2 separate regions of the Anser cygnoides genome follow, and region 1 is linked to region 2. The links are chromatin contacts, called in public Hi-C maps. All regions are on one chromosome and are shown on one strand. Each heading gives the region's core, a stretch centred on a gene start, on an enhancer-like site or on the middle of the called end of the contact. The rest is flanking DNA. Distances are from core to core; before and after follow the strand shown.

The links. Hi-C and Micro-C count contacts between places; a contact is called where the count stands out from the background.
Region 1: a contact with region 2 is called in a Hi-C map of granulosa cells, with 1.6 times the contacts expected there. The contact joins the promoter of GMNN here to the promoter of BLOC1S4 in region 2. A contact is called at or near these places in 2 of 7 Hi-C or Micro-C datasets (granulosa cells and liver).

What each region holds. Positions count from the first base shown.
Region 1 is chr2:100,233,090-100,238,155 of Taihu_goose_T2T_genome, forward strand. It overlaps GMNN (geminin DNA replication inhibitor), which reads right to left and starts at 3,393. Exons shown (of 7, transcript XM_066992712.1): 1 at 3,337-3,393; 2 at 2,715-2,778; 3 at 833-931; 4 at 351-486. The coding sequence starts at 2,771.
Region 2 is chr2:99,771,191-99,776,225 of Taihu_goose_T2T_genome, forward strand. BLOC1S4 (biogenesis of lysosomal organelles complex 1 subunit 4) reads right to left here and starts at 3,646. Exons shown (of 6, transcript XR_007166882.2): 1 at 3,371-3,646; 2 at 3,107-3,178; 3 at 1,946-2,047; 4 at 1,077-1,211. It overlaps PARD6G (par-6 family cell polarity regulator gamma), which reads right to left. Exons shown (of 3, transcript XM_048073542.2): 3 at 4,713-5,035. LOC125183969 (a long non-coding RNA gene) reads left to right here and starts at 3,707. Exons shown (of 2, transcript XR_007166883.2): 1 at 3,707-3,948; 2 at 4,298-4,903.

The DNA.
Region 1 (5,066 bases), core at 2,143-4,642, 460 kb after region 2:
ATATTTTATACCGGTCCTGAGAAACTAGGGAGTTTCTGCAGCAGCATACTACATCAAGACAGACTTTCATTTTAACTTAGTCATCTGAAAGCTTGTAGATAAGCTAAAATAATGAACTACTGGACTTCTCAGCACTGCACACAATGAGTTTACGGTAACTGGTATCTGGAACTACTGAACAGCAGACAGATATACTTTATTCACCATACTACAGAGGAAATACCCACTAAGTGTAACATAAAAACACAAAATGCTTATCTAGCTGACAAAGAAACCATGCTTCAAGTTAGAATGCTATGCTCCCATCAGGATGTTAAGTGGAACAAAATATTTCAAGAATTACCACATACTTTTAATGAGATCTACAGCTTGAATGGCATCATCTATATTCTCATTTTCTTGCTCTTTGTCCACAGGCACCTCAGCTTTACAAGTTGAGGAAGTCAACTTGTTATTCCAGAGTTTCCTTTTGACTGAAGATTTCTTCTGCGTAAGACACACAGGTTTAACTTCTAAGCAGTTTAAAAAAACAGAACTTAATTTAAGTCAGCTTACCCATAACAACAAGCAAGTCTACCAGCTCCAGTTTCTTTACTAGTTCAAGCTTACAGACAACATCCTTAATAAACATGCTTAACACAAGAAGAGTGTCGAACATTTTTCCTGAAGTACTCCAAGGTAACTAGTTTTTAATATTATTACTAAAATAGTAAGCCTCAGTGGCTAGTAAGCCACTAGTTAGTGGATTCTATGCTTTTTCCATTAAAGTTCAAAAGCATTTCACTACAAGTAGAAATAACTACACAACTACAAGTGATCTTCTAATGCATACCTCTTTACTTCTGCCAACCAGGCAACCTTTTGCTGAAGGCTGAATCATTTTAAGAGTCTGTCTTGGGGCAGCACTGCATGCAGCGTCTGTGAAGTATTTCTGAAAAGACAAACCTTGCTTCAGAGGGCTGCCACACTTTTCTACATAAACAGAAACTCACAAGTTTATCATGCGTCCACTACTATAACCCATGGCTCATCTCTTCCAGAAAAGATGATACTTAAGCCTATTTCAAGGCTTGTGCAAAAAAGGGATCTAATCATTTACAGCAGAGATGATCTTAATCATATGAAGTTATGCTCAGTCTCTACCCTTAGCCTTCATAAGGGAACCTGAAGAAGTCATAGCAGAAATATTATGACTAGATTTCAAGGCCATTTAAAATGCAGAGGCACGCATACAATATAGCTGAAGCTCCCACAGGTGTACTTGACAACAGCAGCATCAGTCTCTGAGGGGACACAGACAGAAGTGGCTGCTACTGCAAGTTTACTTAGCAAAGGCATTCACATTACTTTAAGCCATACCCGTTTTTATTACCTATGAACACACCCTCAAGTGGCGCTCATTTAAATAGACATGTTGCTTCAATTATCCACCAAACTAGAGTTAAGGGCTTCCTTGCTTGGATCCAGACAGGCCATTGTTTTGTATAAACAGTATGTTTATCACCTTTCTTGTCATGCATAAATACCTATTTCCTGCATTAAAGATTTCTGATTGGGTTGGTTACATGGCCACCATGGGATAGCAAACAATGGCAGACAACCAAGCAAAAACAGCCAGAATACAATGCCACACCAGCGTGAGAAAGTTACTGATTCACACTGTACTTCGTATGACAAGAGTTCGCCTTTCCCACGGTAGTTTCTGCCACCAATTACCCTGCTGTTGAACTGCAGGACAAACACTAACTACTGTGGGAACAGGAATCACGCCGTGTGTCAGACACTGCTTGCTGCTATTGAGGATTAGAGTTAAGTATACTCCGCCAAAGAACTATTGACCAATACCTGAGTTAACCCATGGCACATAAGTATTTATGTGAAATTACAAGAAGCCTGACCTATCAAATGGCTGCTGTCATTAATACCATAAATTCTCATTACAGTCTCTCTACCCTCATGATAGAGGCTATTAGACTATTTTATATTGCATTTGTACAACTCCAATTAGGGTCTACATTTAGCCACAAAATAGTCTTGTACCAAGAGTAAGTGAATTATAAACTTGGGTAACTTCTAATCAGTTATCTCTTAAAAAAAGAAAGTTAGTGGAAACATCAATTCCAAGGCAACTATAGTTCTTTAAGCTGGCTTGGAAAGAAACCTACTTACATACTTCAGTTAAAAGCATGCTCAGGTCAAGATGGATTTAGTTCTAAAAGTTCCTCCCAATAAAGGGTAAAGGTTATAAAGCTTACTTTGCAGAGTCCTAGCAGCTAGACTGATTCGGTACTTGAAATACAACAGGTAGCTGGCATCTAAAAGTCACATGGACAGATAGCAAGCTACCTCAATGTCAAATTAAAACAGCTTGTTGAGCATTTAAAAAAGTAGCCACGAACACATATGCCCGAGCAGGACACAGCGTTCCCAAGCCAACACACTTCACACCAGGACATTACCCAAGCCAACAGGAGGTAAATCAGGTGGGAACACACTGCAACAGATTCCTCTGCATTCGGATACAAAGCTCGTGTCAGACTGACAGGCCGCTTCCCAGACACTGGCCTGTACAGTGCCTGAACAGGGCAAGTAGTATGTTCTGGGCAACCTTGATGAATTTCATCTTTATGCGGGCAGCCTTGACAAATTTCAGCATGTATTTTCTATTCTTTATCTGCCTCTGTACCTCAGTTGCAACACGTCAGAGCTTATACCTGCAAAGATCCCGATGACTTCTCCGCGTTCAACTTTTGTTTCATTTTGGAATTCATAGGATCACTACAGAGGAAAAAAAAATAAATAAACAGATATAGAGATGAGCACGTTTGGCTGCAACTGTGCTTCAGAAACACCGGAGTACCGCAACACCACCTCAGAAACAGCGTAACACCGCCACATCGCCTCATAGCCCCTTACCACAGCACTGAAACCCCGCACAGCTCACACGGTTACCGAGCCCCGGCGGCCCACAGCCGGCTGAGGAGGGCACTTGGGAGCGGGACACCCCCCCACCCCCATGCCGCTGCCCGCCCACCCTGCCCCTCAGGGAGCCGCACACCCAAAATGGCGGGAGCGCAGCGCAGCGCCCGCCCCCCCCCCCCGACTCCACGGCCCCGCCCCCCGCCGCCGCGCAGCCAATGGGGAGCCGAGCCCGCAGCCCGCCAAGCCCCGAACGCCGCAACGCTGCCGCCCGCCCGCGGCCCGTCCCTAACGGCCCCAGTGCAAGCGCGGCGCGTGCCCAATGGCTGCAGCCCCCCGCGCGCGCGCCCCCTCACCCGCCCGGCGCCCGCTCCCCGCCAGCAGCAATACCCGCGCGCTCCCCGCAGCGGGCCGCACCCTATAAAGCGGCGCGGCTGCGGCGCCGCGGGTTCCCGCCTCCCCTCCCGTCACGTGACCCCGAGCCAATCGCAGGCCGCGCTGGCCCCCCCTTTTCCCCGCCTCGCCGGCGGAGCCACGCCCCTCCCGCCGGCGGCGCCGGGGCCCCTGTGGTGGCGGGGTGGGTGTGTCGTGAGGGAACCGCTGCCGCCCGCCTGAGGCGTTTTGTTTATCCTAAGGTTATCTTCTGCTGACTTGCCAGTAAGCATCCGCAGAGTGAAGGTCACACTCCTCGGAATCAAGGTCTCGCCGCTAGCCTTGGAAAGCCGTCAATGTTTTTTCCAGGCAGTATTATGAAGCTATTAGGAATTATTATAATTACAGGCTGAAGTATTAATTTAGCATACCACCGTCAGTCTTCGGTTTGGAAATAAACTGTATGACACGAGGATGTCTTGAGAGTCGTGGTCTGAAAAAAAATATAAAAAATGAATTAAGAAATCTGTAAACAAGTACAAGGAAATAAAGCTGATCTCTCTTGCATAAACTTGCTCAGTCTCCCGGTGACCCATTTAAACTCTAATTGTCCACAACATCCTCTGGCAAAGTGGTTCCAGAGCTCAAACAGCCATTGTCTGAAGAGCCCCCGCCTTTTTTTGTTCTTTTGCGCCCGGTTCCCATAGCTTCACTTGATGTCCCCAGGCCTTGAACTGGAAATGATAACAAACAACCAGCCCTCATCTACCTTCTCCTTTCACAGATCCCCTTCCAGTTCTTTCTCCGAGGTCTGCTCCATCATTCCTGTTCCATCTTTCTGCTCTTCTGGGAGCTACATGACATTTTTTAACCTTTGCCTTTTTAACCACTGCAGAACATTGGTCTGGTATTTTTGTGGAAATGTCTGTCATAACTCTGAGATCTTATTCTGTAATTATGTTCACTTCAAAGCATGTTATCCAACAAGTAAAATTAAGATTTATTCCCCCTATGTATCTTCATTTACATTTATTTACTATGAACTTCACTGGCTGTTGTATCCTGTCACAAAATTCCGTAACACCCTTCTGCATTTTTTCACTCAGCCCTATTCCTATTATCTTGAATAATGTAGTGCCATCAGCAAACTGTCACCTCAGTAAGCTTTGTCTTTAAATAAAGTAAGCTTTATGAAGAAAACAGAAACAATACATGAAGAAATGTCTATCTAAATTACTATTGCTTTGTTATAGTTGTAAAAAAAGTGTTCATGCTTTAATTTAAATCTTGTTGATTTTAGAATAAATTTTTAAATTTCCATATTCCAAAACACTAGCAGATATACTAAACTCTGATTAAAGATTGACATAATTCTTTCCAGCATTAAATCTCCTTTCAGAAGGATGTGGTTATGGGTAAAGTACACATAAAAAAAATAGAAATGATTTTAATATATGAAATATAAATACAACATAAAATATTGTTATCTAACAATATAAATATTCAGCATTTTTAATAAAATACACAGCATGAACTGCATTATATACATTTTTAAAATTATATGCATGCATAGATTTATATTCATGAAAGGCAATACTATTTTACAAAGCGATTTTATGGCCGCGATACAATATATGTAATGCTAACGTTCTCAAGTGAAACCTACTTAAAGATTGCCTTTTCAAAATTCAATTTTAATTTATAAAAAGCTTTTCAGGTAAACTTACAGCTCAGAAGTGGAAGAACTGCTTTTGGAAATGTTGATAATTGGAAAG
Region 2 (5,035 bases), core at 2,396-4,895:
TAAAAGAAGGAAAAAAGCAACATCACCCTGAACTTACACACACACACACAAAAAATGGAAGAAATTGAAGTTAATTAACTTGAAGATTACATAGAAAATAGCAGTGAAAAATAGTTTTCCTGAACCAAGTCTTAACCAGACAATACGTATTCTTTTTAGATCTATTTTTCTCTGCTACCACGCAGTTACAATATGCAGGAACACAAATACTTAAACAGTCACAAACACCTTCCTCTCCCCCTCCGCAAACCTACTTTATTTCAGCATTCTCCCCAGCGTTATGAGATGGAGACCTGAGCTAGTACAGCAATACTGGGTGCTGACAAAACGCAAGGAGGAGCACTTGCATGTGGTGTATTAGCAGGTGATGCAAAGAAGCATCAGGTATTCATACGAGGGCCAGAAGATTTTTTTTTTTAATCCAAAAGTTATTTTAAAACTAGTGCACAGTGTCAGTTTTTAAGACTGGATATGGCATCTCCTTGAAACATACTAGAGAAAGCACTTCAAGTCATCTGAAGAGGAAAAACAGTCCACACATAGTCACGAGGAAAGGTAGAGAAAATCACACCCCTTTTACCGAGTTTTAAGAAGGTGGTAACACAATTACTGAACTGCATAGATTATACATAAATAGAACCTTTATTTTAAAAAAATATTGTGTAGCACATTTTTTGCTTCCTTTTTTTTAAATATAATATTTTGTCAGTGATTATATTAATGCAGTATACTCCTCTAGCAGTCTGTACACGCTCTTCCTAGTTGCTTTCCATACTATCAGATATGCTTTAATAAAGGCTTGTTCATTCTTTACTTGTTTTGTGCCCTTCACATTCCCTTCTACACAGACACAAACTAACTTTGGAATGCAACTCAAATCCTTGTAAGAATTTGTGATTTTTGAGTGTGGTGTTTTTTTTTTTAAATTAAGTCTGAGAACTTCACAATAGTGTTAATAACTTACGTAAGGTTTACATTTAAATACAGTTATATGTGTAACAAATTTACTGTTATTTTAATAATCCTCTCTGGTAAACAGAACTAAGGTGGACACATGATAACAAAAGCTTACTTACGTTAAGGAAGGATGGCATGCTGATTGTGTGCAAGATTTTCTTGAATGTGCTTGGAAATGCTCCGAGGTCCGTTTCTGCTTTTATGACCCGTTCTTCCATTCCAGCCACACAGTTTCCAATCATCTTCACAAAAGCCTATTTGAAAATAAATAGATAAATAAGCACAACTTTTTCACTAATAGATAGAAACAGGATTTTGTATTACACGACAGCGGTAACAGTACTATTACTAAAATGAGAAGTAAAAACAAAACAAAACAACTCCATACTTTATTTCCTTCCACCTACAAGTCCAATTTATTGGTAAAAAATATTTATGAGACACTCAGCAGCCTGCAAAAACAGGTTAAATCTAACAAAACAGTTATTGTTCCTCTTCCTACTTGTTTTTCACATAAATAATTTAGACTTATTAGGATTTAGATTTTTATCTGCCTTTCTACCCAGAAGTGGGATCAAGAATCTGGATCGCTTAGAATTTTGAAGCTTTACCAGAAATCAATAGCTCCCTCCTTCTTTTAGTCTAAAAATAGCTTTCAAGAGAGTAACCGTGAAAGACGCTATCAAAAAACAAAAAGAAGAAAAAGTGGAACTATTGCTTTCTGAAAAGAGGACAGTTGCCTTGCTTCAAGCAGTAGCTTTAGGAACAAAAAGGCATTTTGTTTTAGATTGTCAGCAGTCTCTGGAAATTCCTCATAAATTGTGTTCTCTTCGTCAATGCTGAGGTAAGAGATCTGGATTGGACACGGAAGAGCAAAAGGGATCTGAGTCCACTCCATGTTCACACACACACACACGATTATAGCGTATCATTGATTCTTCCCCCCTGCTGAGAAAGAGAATGCATGTAGAAGATGGCAAGCACATACCTCTAGGTTGTCAATCTTCTTGTATACCTGTCTCATTTCTGTAGCTTTTGCGTAAATTTCGGGTATGCTTTCATTGATGACTTGGGAGGAATCGCTTCTAATCTAAAGATGATTCCAACAGATAATACAGAAAGAGATTAATAGAACAAAATATTAAGTACTAGATTTCATTTCTGAAACTAGAATTGTGTTCCAATTACACAAATTAACACTAATAGATTAAAAATACTCAATCAAAACTAACTAACTAGCTTCTTTGTATAGTTTAGCAAGTACCTTTGAACAAAATTTATTTTGCAGAGGCTAACATTTAATTTTATAGTTGTATTAAAAACAGGCTGCTATAACATTATCAGAACTAAGACATAAGACACAGTGGAGAATCAAACGTATTAAACTGAAGTTCTGACTTCAGTTTTACTACTTGCGCATTTCCTCATCTTTACTGAAAAAAAAAAAAAAAGCAAGATTTTGTGGCCTGACTTTTATTGATATAATAAAAAACACACTTAGGTTGCCCTTAGATTACTGCTGCAGGACCAAGTGTACTTTGCTTTCAGAGGTGGCCTGTATACCAATGACCGCTTACATGGGCGTTTCATGGAGTTCCCCCTTTTCCTCTCATGAGAACGTGAAAACAAAGCTGTCTTTCTGACAACATGGTAAGAACGGGTCTGCCCTAAACTCTTATCTAGTTTTGGGAGTCTGGCAATTCCAGCGAGATGCTTTAATCATTAAAACCACGTAGGATGTCTGTACGTATACTAAAGGGCGATGAATATCGTATCATCCTTTTAAATGTCTGTGCTATCCAAAAATGAGATTCCATGTATGGGCATGTACAAACGTATACATATGCAATTATGCAGCTCTATACCTATATGTGAATACCACTTTGCTCCTACGTGGAAGCTCAGTAGTTTTCATCCATGAATTGTTGACCAGAACGAGTTCTCTCTCCAGCGTATTATCATGGAAGCTCAGTAGTTCTCATCCATGAATTATCGACCAAAACGAGTTTCCTTTTCAGCGTATCATCGTACGGGAACCCGCAGGCCAGGACCAAAGCCCGCTGCCCCCCTCCGCCCCGTTTCACAGCGCAACCCCCTACCAAAACACACACCGACTTCGAAACCGGACCGACGCGCCGCTTACACGCACCATGTCCAGCATCCCCACGAACTCATCCACCCTGGTCAGCAGGTCGTCCAGGCTCTTCTCCAGGCTCTCCACCTGCGAAAACACATTTTAAGCGCCGCGGCGGTACGAGAAAAGCGAGCGGGTGGCCGGGCACACGGCTACGTCCCGCCTGGCCCAGAAAGAAGCAAAAAAGAGGCGTTGGGACGACGCAACGGGTCGAGCCTCCCCACAGAAATAAATAAATAAATAAATAAAATAAAGACGCTGCGGGTCGCGGCCGCTCACCTGCTCGCTGAAGGCGCTGCGGTCGACGAGCAGGTAGGCGGCGTACGCGGCGGCGGTGGCGCTGAGCGACGCCTCCAGGGCGTCCCCCTCCTCGTCCTCCTGCTCGCCGAGCCCGGAGGCGTTGCTGTGGCTCTGGGAGACGTGCCCGCTGTCCCCGCTGTCCCCGCTGGGGCAGGGCCCGGCCCCGGCCCCGTCGCCGTCCCCCGGTGCGGCCGCCATGCCGCCGCCGCCCGGCCCGTCAGCCGGCGCCGCCATTACGTGAGGGAGGAGGCGCCGCCATCACGTGAGGGCGGGCGCAGGCGCGCTCCCGGGGGGCCGTGCCCGCGCCTGGCGCCGCCCGCCCGCCCTCACCACAGCGGGGGGCGGAGGGTGCCCGCTGGGGGTGAGCCCGCTCCTCGCTCTTGGCTGTGTGCCCTCAGCCACCCGCTTGCTTAATCTTAGAACCACAGAATGGTTTGGGCAGGAAGGGACCTTAAAGACCATCTAATTCCAACCCCCTGCCATGGGCAGGGACGCCTCCCACTGCGCCCAGAGGTTCCCCGATTTCTGCCTGAACTTCTCCCACCTGGTTTCTCCAGGTACAGCAGTACCAGGCGGTGGGCAGGGCGAGGAGGTGACAGACCAAAAAGGGGAAGGAGTTAATCCTAAAGAGAGAACTAATGTATGTGTGTATATATATATATACGGGACTTTTCAGAATTGTGCATGCAAAAATAAAAGCTTTTTTTTTTTTTTTTAACCTGATGCAAGCGAGGGCACTAAGTTTGCAAGCCTTAAGTGTTATGGTACAAAGTGTTAGCTCCAAAGTTGGTTCTGTCAATGATCTGCCCTTCTCAACTTGTGACTGAAAGCTGGGGTAAAATGCTTTTATTCGTCCCCCTTAGAGCTCTGAGGTGTGAAATGCAACTCGTGTTTCCCCCTTCCTAGGATGAAGGGCCTTGTCTGCTTCATTTGGACAGCCACAGAGCCTTCTTCCAAGCAAGACGCTGCAGCATATCAAGACAGTGTTATCTTCAGCTTATTCTGAAGCTCTGGAGGTACCTGAGGTACTCAAAGAAGACAAGAGACCTGAAGAAATCATGCTATGAAGAGCAGAGCAAGTTACTTGGTTCCCATACAAATCCATGTAGCAGTACCCTTTAATAAAGGCAGTATGGGGAGGAAATTTTCACTCTTCTGCCTGTTACCTGTGCTAAGTCTTTACTGGTACAGAAAAAAGCATCACCAAAATGTTTAGGTAGTTGAAGAGTTGCCAAAAAAACACGTCTCGTTTCAACAAGGAGGTGAGATACTTCTGCAGAAAGATGTGCTTCAGGATAGGGGAAAGGATATAGCATAGATGTAAGATTAGTGCACGTTTTATTGCAGACAGGTCACAATTTCATCAGTTAAATAAGGCAAAATGAGTAACTTCAGCCAGACAAATCCACTTATTTAAAGAAGTTGTCTTAAATAAGATGTAACACACTCCTCTTGATAAGATGGTCTGATTGACTGAAGCATATCCAGCTCTTTTTTTTTTTTTTTTTTTTACTGCACCAATATAGTCAGATTTTTTTAAAAAATGAAAACCTTTGGTAAAGTACAAACATTTTTAAGACAAACAGGATCAATATTCTTATTGTGCTGGGAAAAATAAGTATAGCTGCTGTGACACCTAGAAGA